Regions from separate parts of the Sus scrofa genome. Here region 2 is linked to region 1. The links are chromatin contacts, called in public Hi-C maps. All regions are on one chromosome and are shown on one strand. The core of a region is the stretch at or near the end of the contact, and the rest is flanking DNA. Distances in the headings are between cores, read along the strand shown. Region 1 holds the start of TNFSF18 (tumor necrosis factor ligand superfamily member 18). Region 2 overlaps TNFSF4 (TNF superfamily member 4).

Region 1 (7,380 bases), core at 2,077-4,576:
GATAGAACCTACTCTCCTTTTCAGAACAAGCTTAACTTTCCCTTGTGAAAGGATCCTTCATTTCAGTGAAGCAAAGACTCTTCTGAGGAACATTAAGTTTCTCAGAGACCATTTCTATGAGGTTATTTTCACCTAGGGGGAGATCAAATCCCTGGGTACATAGCAGATCCTTTCAGTGAAATGTCTTCTGAAAGAGAGGGTGTGTGGGGGTGGGGTGCATGTGTGTGTGTGTGATTCATTCTCCCAAGGAAACTTCTGTTGGTCTTGAAGAAGTTACTTCAAATTAGTGCCTGAGAAGCAGGAAGGTGGGATTTTGTATATAAAAACCAGAGTGGAGACTAAAATAATGTAAACTCCGAGGTCACAGAGTATTGTGAGAAGCTGGAAGTGGCCACTCATAATGACTCATCACCCCACCAGCCACTCAGTCTTCTTTTCCAGAAATACTAATCTGCAGTCAATAGGGAAAGAGAAGTACAGGCCAGTGGAAAGTGGAATACAGGAGCTGATATTATTGCCCTTTTGGCCAGGCATTGGCTTTTCCCATTAAAAACTAAGCCTCTGTGACATTCTGTCAGGACAATATCCTGAAAACCTTTCAAAGTTCCCCCAAATTTGAAACTCTCCTTCTTTAGAGGCAGAACTTTTCATTGAGAAGATGCATGCTGTCTAGGAGAGAGAATCCAGAATCAGAGCTCAAACACAGGAACGGATTAAATTCAGTTCCGGCAAGAGGTGACCTAGATGCCTCAGGCAATATGAGCCCTCCTCTTTTCCTTTGCAAGAGCAGCTGTATGCTTTTGAGAAAGGCATTTCCCTTCTCTCCTATGCCCTGATTCTCCAATCACATGCAAGAACAGATGACACCTAGAACATACCTTGTGTTCTTTCAGGTCACAGGGCTAATGGGATGTTAAGGTGATTTGGGGAAGGAAAAGGCACTTTCAAATTTAAGTTGTTGCTAGTCTCACCCTTCCACTTCTTCAGAAATCTAAACACTCCGAATTCCTGACAAACTTTTTTTTCTGCTCAAAGCTTCCCTGTTCCAGAAGGTTCAGAGTTCTACTTGATAGATTCCTTGAGACAGTGGGAATGTAATCAGAAATTCCTCTGCTGCACACCCTGTGTACAGTTATAAAACACAAATTAATGGGCTACTGTGTAAAAATTTGGCCAAAGCTATCTTTGCCCTAACTAAACTAACACCAGAACTACAATGTATTCTTCCTTCTGCATCTTTTCTTAGTTGCTTTCAAACATCTTTAGTAGTTCCATATCTTTGAAATCTTCACTGTCTGATCCCCTTAGAAAAATGTTTCTGCACTCACTGATTTCATATCATGACCTTACTTAGGTGGGCATATACTACTTTATTCTCTGCAAGACTCAGAATCTTTAGATGGACCCAGGAACAGGCTAAATTCTACATTAAATAAAGCATTTCTTATTTTGTTTTGGATCAGTGCCATATAGTCAACAGTGAGAAAAACTAAGACCTAATGTATCTCTATTGCCTTCTCTAAGACCCACAACTTGGGCTGGAGCTCAGTGGGAAATTCCTGATAAGCATCAGGGGCTTCCCAAATAGGAAAGTACTTCCTTCTTCCTCCACTAAGCTCTCCCTGATCAACCTAGCCCAAAGTCATTGACCCCTTTTTTTGAACTCCTATAGCATTGATATTCCATACAACCCTTAGAAAAATTATTAATCACTGTATTTCATATTAAAAGGGACATTATAGTGAAAAAAATCCATTTTCCTACCACTATTTCTTCAGATAAAAAAAAAAACTGAAGACCAGAGAACCAGAAAGATATGCTATCTTTCAAATTCATACAGCTATTTATTGAGAGGCCTAGAACCAGAATCCATATCTTTCTACTCCTATTCAGTGCCATTTCCCTCCTCTGAGATACACTAACCACCTGTTACTTACCTTATTCTGTCTAATATCTCTTTATGTCTTTTTCCTCAACAAGACTGTAACTTGAATCCCATTCCTTGAGGGAAAGCCTCGTGTTTTGCATCTTATTATTTATGCTAAGAGGGTTTAGCAAAGGTCTAGAAAAGAAGGAAATACTCCAAAGGCTTCTGTCAATTGACTGATTCCCTCTAACTCATTTCTGCTGCTAACACTTAGAACTTTCTACTACTTTTTATTTCAAAACATTTATATAAGCCTCAAAATCCATATGCCATGACAAAACTGGAATTATATTTACATTATCTGTACCCACATGTCTCTATCTTCAAGTTAGCTCTAACAATACTGAGTGACATTGATAATAACTAGACTTACCAAAGCAAAATGGAGTACAATAAACAGCAACCTTAGGTACTGTTGTCTCCTTACCTTGAGTGGGAGAAAAGTTAAGATTAGTGCACTGAAGGAGCAAAGTAATAGCAAAATAACTATTGTTGAGTAGAGTAGCCATTGCTTCCAGGATGGTCTCTGTGCTGCGTGAGGACTTGAATGGCTTAAAGGCATATTCTCCATGTGGCTCAAACTCATTCTCTGCAGGAATGAGAGTTGTGAAAAGCAGAAATTCAGAAGTAATGAGCACATGATTCAACTAGTCAGTTTTGTAGTATAGCACTAAGTAGTGGGTGTAAGAGGCGGAGTTTTCCTTCTGATCTGGGTGTTGGAAAACGATACTTTTAGCCTAAGTGCTGACTAACATTTGGCACCAGACCAAAGGTGCTGGAACTGAGGGCTAGAAGCCAACACAAACACAGATGATTTAAAAAAAAAAAACCCAACAAGGGAAGTTAAGAGGAAAAATAAATATTTTCTGAAGCAAGAGGAACTATGGAACTATTCAACATTACAAATTATTTCCAGATAAGAAAATTACTTTTGTAAGAAAAAGAATGAAATTCAAGATGAAGGTCTATCATACTCCAAATATCATGTTTGTGGGAGGCAGTAGGTCAGGGAGCTAAGGATGCTGGGGTTCATGGTTTGGGAAAAATATTTTCATCAATTGCTAGGGTATACAATGTGTCCATTCTGAGATAATCTCTAGAAAACAGTAATGTATTACTAGAATTTTATTTTTAAAAATATGTCAATAACAACAAGCTTAGTTTTTTCATACCTCACCATTTTAATACTCTGAAATTTCAATGCTGACATCAGACAGAAATAAAGTTATCATAGAAAAGGATATTTTCATGCACCCTGTCCTACCATCTGAGTTTACACTCTATTCCAAAAAACTTCCTAGCACTAAAACTGTTGATTTACTACACTAAAATTGAGGAAATCTCCGGTTCTCTCTCCTGGTTCTTTATGCCTTAGCCTTTTCATTTGTTAAATGGAATGCCTACTTTTTTTTTTTTTAACAGAGTTCCAGAACCACATAGTAGACAAAAACATGGACTTTTAAATCTGACAGACCTGAGAGGGGAGCCTGGTCCTGCCCAGCCTTTATCTTCAGTGGCCTTCAGCATTTGCTTGATTTCTTTGTTTCTTGGCTATAAAATGGAGAAAAATTTCAACTTCAAAGACTTCTTCAAGAATGAAACAGGCATGAAAGGTTTGGCTCATAAGAAGTGTTCCATAAGTGTTTCTCTCTTCTCCACCCTTCTTAGATGTGTTGTGAAGACTGAGTCGATTACGAAATCCTGGAAAAAAATTTTTTTAATATTTAACACAGAGGACAATTCAACTGAAGTTCATTTAAATGGAAGGAAATAAAATGAAAGTATTTAAAAGAAAAAAAATTATAAAGAATCAAATATTTCATGTGAAGGGAAAAGCCTTGATATTTAACATCTCCATTTATGAAAGAGACCGCAAAGGATAATAGAGGTTGAGAGGTATATCACACCACTAACAGCTGGGTAAGAGTGGAGTGGGAACCTGGGCCCAGGGGTACCTAAGTTTTTTTTAAGCCCATCATCTTGTTTTAGTACCACTGTAACTGCAGCAATATTTCTCACTGAGTTGTCAGCTTTAACATGGCCCTATTTTACCTTGATCAAATAGTATCTCTGAAGCGAAGAGTCACCAAACCACACAAGAATAATTTTTCCATACAAAATTATTATTTTTGTGGCTCTGCCCTAAATGCTTTGATGTAGGGATGAATAATAAACCGACTCCAGAAGAGTCATGCAACGTATCTACAATTCTCCCTTTTCATCAGATCCGAAATGCATGTGTATCAGCACAGAATTTAAAATTGACCACTGAAAAGTCAGACTCCTTTCTGCTTCTCTGATTCGTTGCTTCTCCAGATTTCTCTTCAAATTTGGGGTAAAATTGCCTCTGCTTACTCACTTCAATAAATATTTAAATAAGGCTATGTTCCAAATAAAATCCAGTTCCTTCTTCTTCTGCCCTTAACCAAGATGAGGCTCTGGAATATCCTGATTAATTATTTCAACCTTATGAAAATATCTTTAAAAAGATGACAATGCTTATCAGAAGAATACATTCCAAGGCTTCTTTCCATGAACCAGGTTCTGAAATGAAGAAATTTCAGTTTAGGACAAGTGACAGTAGGGAAGACTTTTGAGAGTCTGATAGCTTACACTAAAAAGAGACCAGTGTAAGCTATCAGAATTGACATCTTAGATGTGAGAGCTCAAGATGTGACAAGAAATAAATGAACACCAAACCCAAGCTCTTATGTTTATGTCTTGTCACTGTCTCATACTCAGAATAAGATTTTTTTCAATTAAGTCCAATTAGCAAATCCATGTCAAAGATTGTCTAGCAGCCTAGTACTATGCTAAGAGCTTTGAGAGATATTTAAAAAAGCACAGATGTCAAGGAATTTGCAATGCAGCTAGATTAAAACCCTTGCACATAGCATAACATGAACCCAAATGAATGCTAGAAGAGAGAGCCTCGGAAAGCAGAAAGATCTAGAAAAGTTAAAATAGTTGAGAAGACAGGTTGGAAATGGATTGTTTGAAGGATAATGGAGGGGACTCTTGAGGCAGAGGTAAAACTTGAGATGTAAATATCCATAAATGTTCAAGATTTTTAAAAAGAATGCAATATGAACAATGACAAAACACCATACTTTTAAATAGATCTGGTAGTTCTCATTCAAAAGCTGCAAAATGAGGAATTTCAGAAAAACATGTAGAAGAATATTTTCTTCCTATTTTTTTCAGATTAAAAAAAAGCATGCAAGATACACCAGATTAAGCAGCTTAAAGTGGTTGTTTTGAATTCAGAATGAATTATATATAGAGAAACTTGGCTATACAGTTCAGTTATTGACTAAATCACACCAAGACATGGGCATGAATTATGTGCTTTGTGCACTATTACATTTGAACATCAAGCAGCTCTGAGATGACATCTCCCTTTATAAAAATGATGAAACCGACATTCAAGAGGATGGATCGTTTGTCCATACAGATATAACAGGGATTGAATCCCCATGTGATGGACCTCAAAACTCAGTTTTTCCACTCTCAATGCTGAAATATGTAAAGTAGATATGTAGCACAAACAGAGTGGGATGTGTATTAAAATCCGTGAGAGCATTAGATCAGCATTAGATTCCTCCAAAATCCTGGATCACTCAGGTCTGTACTCCCTGCCGCATTTCCCTATATACTATTTACCATGATTTATCCTTGTGATACTTTATGGTCTACACTGTCATGTCAGAAATATGTGATGTGTCAGAACTCAGTAAGGGACACTACACAACTAATTTTGCCTACTCTGGATATCAGAGAAGTCATTGTTGTGACAAATAATTTGGCTTGGAGATACATGCATAAATACGATAGAAAATAGACATGATACTTAAATATGGTTTTAAACTTAGAATTTTATGAAGGCAACAATAGTCGCTTAAGATTAATAAATGCCTCCTCTGTAAAGAGAATTATATACAGCTTATTATACATAGATATGCATGTTTACATATTTGCATATTCTATGTACAACACATTCTAAACAATACATTGAGACATATTAATTTCCAGATCATTCTAAGAAACTAGTAACTCTAACCAGGGTGGTCTAGGAACGAGTTTGAATTAAAACTCTATTTGTCTTCCATGACTTGAGGACACTTTTCTATACCCCAAACTGTCTTGTTCTGGGCTTTTTTGGCAGGTCCATTTTTTTTGGAGCCCTTAATAAATTCTTCATTGTTTGTCTATGTTTTACTAACTCAAATATAGCCTTTAAGCAAAAAGTCTATTGACAAATTTCTAAGGAAGCCTTCCTGTGATGGGTACATTCCTTGCTACCAATCTTTGAGAAAGGTTATGTGGGGTTGTAGATCTCTGTCTAGCCTCTATGTGGGTGGCTTGTTGTTGTTGTCTTGGTTGGGGGAGGGGAGGGTCCTCTCTACCTAACCAGTACTGTGTCAGTGTCCTGACCATGGGAGGAGCATTTTAAACAACTTTTGAAGAGAAGAATTACTTTCTTCTTGGAATATGGACTGAAAATAAGTCATTGTGCAATATGGCATGACACTTCCTATTTATAACCATCAAATATCACCCTAGAATCCATAATGAAAGGGATTTGCTGTTAAATTATATCTTGCCCAATATCAAATGGATCACTAAGGAATGATGCATTTCACCAGTCAACCGAATTTAAATAAGAGGATCTTAATATTCCTGAGACTAAACAACCCCCAAGTTTTCTGGATTTCCTTGGGCAGCCCTGGTGGAGAGGACAGGGAAGGTATTTTCCCTTTACAATTCAACTTGTTTTCCTCATGTGACAAGCTCCACAAGTGGACAACAATCAGCATATTCACTGCATTCAACACCCACCTGTGACACGTGTTCATACAAACATCTGTACGACATTTTCTCTTCTGGATTTTCCATTTTTAGCACTGGTCCTTCACCATTAGATTTATCTAATGGTTCATGGTTAGATTTGTTGGCACTGGGAACCTGGATGAGTTAGATTTGTTGGCACTGGGAACCTGGATGAGTAAGGAAAGGCTTTGGCTTTTCTATATGAAATGATTCCAAAATACAGCAAAAGGACATCATTCCTCTTGACCATTTAGAAAACATTATCAAGTGCCTTCTATGAACCAAGGAACTTAAATACTGATAGAAAATGGCTAGTCTGTAATTTCTTATGAGTTTTTTTTGTTGTTGTTAGGTTTGGTTTTTATGGGTAACTATAGAAAGAGACAAATACACAAGGCAATGTGAGGAGAAGTGTGACAATAGGATGAGAACCAAATACCTGACCACACTTGGGTTAAGGGGAGGTTTTATAAAGGAGGCAATGTTGGAGTTTCCATTGCGGCTCAGCAGTAACTAACCTGAATAGTATCCATAATGATGCAGGTTCAATCCCTGGTCCCACTCAGTGGTTTGAGGATCTGATCTGCAGTGTTGCCAAGAGCCACAGTGTAGGTCATAGACAC
Region 2 (6,714 bases), core at 1,140-3,639, 96 kb after region 1:
GAGTGGCTGCCACAGGAGAAAAAAAAGGAAGAATGGGAGGATGAAGAGTGATGGCTTTGGTAGCTTTGTGTATGGCCATTTCACGTGTAAATCAAAAAAACCCCTAGATTTCTGTTATTTCCATGGCAGCCTCAAAATTATCCTGGATGGTCAAGCAACCATATCCCAAACTCCCTACTTGGCCCATGTCCCTTGGTGATGGGAATGAACAGTTCCCACTGCTGGGCACAAGTCAGTAATTCTTGCTTTGTATCAAGTCCATAAGACTTTGAATTGAAAATGAGGATCACTTATAGAAGGCAAGATGTACTTCCCTTCAGCTCAGGAAAACTTAACAAATGAATATCCATACAGAAACTACTATATGAGTATTAATCATGCCCAGGTATTGATCATGGACCCAATTAGTACTCTCCTGGTAATTAAATTATCACCTTGCCTTTAAGACAAAGACTGACATCCCCCAACTCTTATTAGGGTAAAATCTCGTCTTATAATAGAATGACTGGGAAACGATAAGTCTTACAGCCATACTTTTTAAGAAGTTTAATTTTTCTTACCTAAAAAAATGAGAATAATCCCTACTTAAAGGGTTTCTAGGAAGATTAAGGGAGGAATATAAAGGAGCACATACAGTGACAAGCACATAATTACTCCCCTTTTCTTCTTTATGCACCTTCTTTGTCCCTAATGAAAATAATATGCAAGCTCCAACAATTCTAGGATTTAATGTTACCCTGAGGAAAGACAGAAGTCTTATGTTTTGAGGGAAATTAAGAGGCTGGAGATAAGATTCTTTTAAAAATATGAATCAAACTTTCATCAATACTCACTGGTAAATTGTACTTTGATACTCTGAATTGGAGGGTACTGAGATGGCACCTAAAGGAGGAAAAAGGATACATTTTTAGGGGAAAAAATAAACAAGTTGAAATGATGAGTCATATCCTATGAAGCAGAAATACAGTAGCCTGTAAAAGGAACAGCTTAGCAAGATTAGACCCAGCCTTCCTTCCTGCCCACCGCTCCCGCCCCCTTGCTTTTCTGTAACATCTCTTAAGACAAGTTAGGAGTCTTCTGCTCTTTCATGCAAGTAAGATCTGTCCTCATTTGCCAAATTCCTCCTTGGTATACTGTTTTGGCTCACTGAGCCCCAATTTCCCATTCTGGATAACAGCACTTAATAGTCATCTTGTCAAGAAACTCATTCAGTCACAGAGATCCTTCATGGATAAAGCTAGGACCAATTAATTTGAAATGGTCACAGACTCCCAGAATGCACTGAGAGTAAAATCTGGGAGCTTCCTGGCTACTGGGTCTTTTCCTATGAAACAGAAGTAACAGTGTCCTACTTTCAGGGCATAAAGGCAATAAAAACTATTCTAATCCTTCAGAGATCAATAGATTTGAGTGTAGCTTTTTTTTACTGTTGGGTCTTTTCCTACTTTTTAACTACGTAAAAAACCTTAAACCAATGAGTATTCAAAAGCAAGAAAGAGGCAAAACAATGAAGAAAGGAAGTTAAGAAATAAAATGTCTGGAAATTTTGTGGTTAAAAAAACAAAGAAGTTTGATAAGCAATGAGATCCTGCTGTGTAGCACTGGGAACTATATCTAGTCACTTATGAGGGAGCATGATAATGTGAGAAAAAAGAATGAAAACATGTATGTGTAACTGGGTCACCTTGCTATACAATAGAAAATTGACAGAACACTGTAAACCAGCTATAATGGAAAAAATAAAAAAACACTATAAAAATCACTTAAAAATAATAATAAATAATAAAAATTGAAGTATTAAAAAAAAGAAGTTCAATATGGAGCAAAGCCTAAAATAGCCTAAGTGAAAAAAGCAAAAGCAAAGGGCATAAAGTATATTACCACTTGTGTTAAAAAAAATAGTAATAATGTCTGTGCAGGCATTGAATTTATCTGAAAGAATATATGTTGCCTTTGGAAAAAGGAACTGGAAGTCTGGGGTCAGGGGTAGCAGGGACCCTTACTTTCCATGGTCTACTATTTTGTATTTTTAAAATTTTGTATTACATACTGAAAAAGGAAACAGAAAAACAAAAACAAAAACCTACCACCTATTGTGCCTGCCAAGAACACCCGCTCCTCCCACCAGGTTATTTTTGGCAAGATGTCCAGATCAAAGGTGTGGGGAAGGATTTGTTTTCATACTCGGGGGGCGGGAATCCCTGCTTCCCACTTTCCTGGCACACTTGCAGCAGCAAACGGATTCCACTGGGGCCTGCCCACACAGATGAAGAATCCCCTACTTCCCTTTAAGTAAAATCATAAGCCTCAAAGCAACTGAAACCAACAGGCAGTGCAGGAAGAAGGGATAGCCTTTCTGAGCCCTGCCAGCGGCCAGGCCCAGGAATGATATTAGTCAGTGGTGAGCACATGGAGAGGTGCTGACTTGGGAAGACTTGACAGTCTTTGGCTGTCTCTCCTGTGACCTTTTGTGAGGGTGGATTCCTGTTCTTTGTGCTTACAGCAACGTTCTGGAAGAAGGCCTCTCAAAAGGCATATTACCCAATCATCATAATCCCCTGGGTAAATGAATGCCCCTCAGGTTGGTCCCAGCCTGAAAGGCCACCTTACTAAAATCAGAAACAGTCTTTTCACACAAAGAGCATAGGGCTCAGCAATGAAGGAACCTGGTTCCAATGGCAATCAGGCAAGTACAGTGTCACCTTAGGCCAGTTTCATAATTTCCCTAGGTGTCAGTTTTCTCAACTTTAAAAATTATTCAAAGATCACAGGCATCCCTTCAGCACTGTCCACGATTTAAATTTTTAAAGTTGCAACTCTAAGTCAATTCTAATAAAGAGAAAAACAGGAAACCTCCTCATCCCAAATTTACTTCAAGCTCTCTGACCTAAAACCCCTCATGATTTGGGTATTTGAGTGATTTTGCAAAATCTCCAAAAGGTTCCTGCAAATCAAAGAAATTTCCCAATGTTCTAAAGTACTCTGATGAAGTAGGGGCGGTAGTGACCAAGAGGACATTGTAAGACCAAGATGCTGAGAGGCGGCAAGGAATACACACAACTCCCCTCTCAGGTTAGAAGCACTGCAACTCCAGGCTCAGGCTTCCTTCCTTCTCCTGAATATTATCCAGTATTAGAAATTGGCCTCTTCCTCAGAAGTTTTTCACTAGCATCAGCACGACCAAGTCTAGGCAATGTTGTGAAATAAGGTCGTTCTTCTTCTTGCTCCATGTCCCTCCACAAGTTTCCCCTGCATCCCCCATACTTGATTACCTCATGCTGACCACCCCACTGCCCAGAAACACCCCCACAGTACCCAATTCAAGGCCTTCCATGGCCTGGTGCCAACCTCCTTGTCAAGCATTATTATTATACTTATCCTTTCTGTGTCTTATGCTCCAGCCAGTCATTTCCTCTAAACTCTTTGCCCTTGAATAGAGCCTGGGAGGATAAAAGAGAGCGCATAGGCTTGGGAGTCAGATTCAATTCAAATTGTGACCTCTCTAGCTTTGTGAATTTGAAAACATTATATACCATTTCTGAGCTTTAGCTTTCATATCTGTGAAAGTAAGCCATAATAACATTCCAGGAGATGACTGTAAAGCTTAAATAAGTTAACATATGTGAAAGCACTGAGCAGTTTGTTTGGCACATGGTAAGCATTCAAAAAATATTTTCTTCTTTGGTTCTCTCCACCAAGAATGTCCCCCAATCTCTGTTTACCCATCAAAAATATCACTACTTACAAGGCCTAAATCAAATCCCTGATTTTTGGTTTCCCATAGCAAGTACTTAAAAACCACTCTATTCAAACAGATGTTTATGATGGTTTTAATATTGCCAAAACTTGACGAGCAAAAGCATCCAAGATGTTTTCAGTTGAATGGATAAATAAAGTGTGATACATCCAGACAATGGAATATCATTCAATGCTAAAAAGAAACGAGCTTTTAAACCATGGAAAAACATGGAAGCACTTCAAATGCATATTATGAAATGAAAGAAGCCAATCTAAAAAGACTACATACTGTATGATTCCAATGACGGACATTATGAAAATGGCAAAACTATAGAGACAGTTTAAGACCAGTGGTTGCCAGGGGTGAGGAAAGAGGTAGAGATAAACAAGTGAAGTGCAGAAGATTTTTAGAATAATGAAACTCTAACGGTGGGAATCTCATTGTTCATTTGTTAAAATCCACAAAATGTACAATACCAAGAGTGAACCCTAATGTAAACAGTTTTTTAAATCACTCTACTAACTTTCACTCTACCATCATTGGATATATGTCACATCTTCTCTACAAGACTACTCAGATGTGTGCTCTTGGGAAAATAGCATTATCTTGCTAATTTTTAGTTTCTTCATCTGTAAAATGGAAGTAGTAAAATCTGTGTCTCAGAGGGTTGTTGTGAAGATTGAATGAGATAATGCATGTGAATTTTTAGCGCTTGACCTGGAACTTTGTAAGGGGTTAATAAATGTCAGCTATTATTCTTGGATACCCATAGGAGACCAAATACATGCCATGTTCTTAATTTAGTCTGTATAACACTATTTCAGCTTTATATATGACATACATGACTACAGAAATGAGGAACTACAAAATAAAAATGAATACCAACAAAATCCCTAGAATATCAGCTCTCTGGCTCTTCTGCAGCCCAGAGAAACAATACAAAAGGATCTTGGCTTCATAAGAAAGTTACCAGAAAACATTCAGGAAACACTTCCTTTACCCACATGTACAAACATGGTCTTTTCTATATCAAGAAAATAAAAATCCTCATATCTAGTCTAGATACTAAAAGAAAATTGAATGTATCAAAGGTTCCAAAGGGCTTCCACGTAAAGACAAGCAATAGAATAAGGCTTCTTCAATCTAGAAAGTCTGAAGAGCCTGTACCATCCTCAAAGTGGGATAGAAACTCCTGTAACTCTGCATACCAGAATCAAAGTACAGCCCTGAGTCATGAATGAGATGGCCTCAGAAGCATGAGCATAAAAGAATTCATCATGACATATGAAGAAATTGAGGCCTACATAAGGGCAGATTCAACTCCTGCCCTCCACTCTGGACAATTTTCATTACACCAAAAACAAAAAACAAAAAAAAATTTCTCCCCATTCAAATTTGAAATTAAGAGAAACTTCCATGTGGATTTTATTAATATTCCATTCTTGTGCCTGCTTTGGTGCCAAGTGAGAGGAAAGAAGTTGCCACACACAGCAGATTGGCAGGGTGGTGATCTCACAATGACCTTAACATGAAAGTGCACAGGGAGAGCCCAGAATTTAGGCTTCCCTCCCGGTTTGAGGGCTGTCATAAATAGAGCCAAGAAAAGAGGAAGAGCAGAGTACTTGATATGGGCAGTTAATATGGCTCTTTGACCAACTGTCTGAATAATGCGAGCGTCACATCTAAAAGCAGCTGGTGATGCCACAAAAGGTCCACTCGCCCAGTGTCCTCAAACTCCAAAGTGCATTAGAATCACCTGGGAAACTTGTAAAATTGTGCAGATGGCCAGCTTATTCATAAAGATTCTTATTCAAAAGATCTAGGTGGACTTAGTAGCCTGCATTTTTATAAACATCCAAGGTTCAGGATTTGATTATTACTACATTAAACTGAGAACTCCTAAAAGCCTAAATCCAGAAAGAAGTATCTTCAACCGTGCCCTTGGCCTGTTCCAAAGCTGATGCTCAAGGACTGTCTGTGCTACAGTAAGTATTATTCAGTAATGGACTGAAGTTATATGATTGTCATATTATTTGGTGATTTGCAACAGCTTCAATAATTATTGAATGCTATGTGGCAGACATTACATTCAACTCTAAGAACACAAAGGGACAGAACACACGATCCTTATTTTTTGACAAACGTGTATGCCAACTGAGGAAATAATTCTTCTACCTAAAACCTTTGGTAAATGTCAAAAGGCAATGTACATCATAAGGTTCCAGAGAACAGAATAATTATTGTAGGCTTTGGCAGCCCAAAGAGGAGACTTCAGCTTAGGCATTGAAAGAGGATCCAGATAATCCAAAGGCATTTTAAGGAAGGAAGGTCTAGAAATGAGTCCATTCTTGGTATATTCAAAAAATAAAAATAACGACTTATTGAGAACTTATAACATGCCAAGCACTGCATTACTCTTTCTCAAATTAATTACCTTTTTTGCTATTAAAAACAATGCTACTAAGTACAAAAATTAATTACCCGTATTTTATGGACAGGAAAACTAAATCTGTTAAGAACTTGCTCAGGAATAAACAGGTATTAATTTGAGTTTGATTGAATCCCAAGTTCATGATAACATCCATTCTCTTTACCCTGCCCTATCTTAAGAGTAAAAATCCCCCATGAAAGAATTTGTCTGAGAATCCAAGATTAATCTGATTATTTTAATGGTCAATACATAATAAGAGTGAAACATTAGACTAGATGGTTGACAAAATAATCAGCTATATCTCAAAATAGCTAGACATTCTCCAGGAAAGAGCTCCTTAGCCAACCCTACAAGGTTATTTGTGGAGTACAGGTTGGCAAAGCCATTAAATGAGCTTTGATTAGATGCAACTGTCCTGATAAGGGGCAGCAGAGCAAGTACAAATAAGTAGCAAGCAGGTAATGCAAAGAAGAGTCAGAATTATGTCTTTTCCTGGCTTCCCTCAGGACCTGGAGCACTGATCTGAAAACACAGATGGAAAATG

The links. A called contact is a pair of places that touch in the nucleus more often than the background predicts.
Region 2: a Hi-C map of liver shows a contact between it and region 1, with 4 times the contacts expected there. The contact joins the enhancer-like site here to the promoter of TNFSF18 in region 1. A contact is called at or near these places in 5 of 47 Hi-C or Micro-C datasets (liver, retroperitoneal adipose tissue and skeletal muscle) and 1 of 2 datasets of contacts at active chromatin or transcription factors (alveolar macrophages).

What each region holds. Positions count from the first base shown.
Region 1 is chr9:115,457,323-115,464,702 of Sscrofa11.1, forward strand. It overlaps TNFSF18 (tumor necrosis factor ligand superfamily member 18), which reads right to left and starts at 3,327. Exons shown (of 3, transcript XM_005667782.3): 1 at 2,355-3,327. The coding sequence starts at 2,567.
Region 2 is chr9:115,554,377-115,561,090 of Sscrofa11.1, forward strand. It overlaps TNFSF4 (TNF superfamily member 4), which reads right to left. Exons shown (of 3, transcript NM_001025217.1): 2 at 834-882. Among named protein-coding and RNA genes, the nearest start is that of TNFSF4, 15 kb to the right of the region's middle. Within about 2 kb of position 2,390, at least 16 of the 83 cell types and tissues checked have an H3K27ac peak or open chromatin away from gene starts, as enhancers often do. A contact at or near this core is called in alveolar macrophages, liver, retroperitoneal adipose tissue and 1 more, where this site is marked.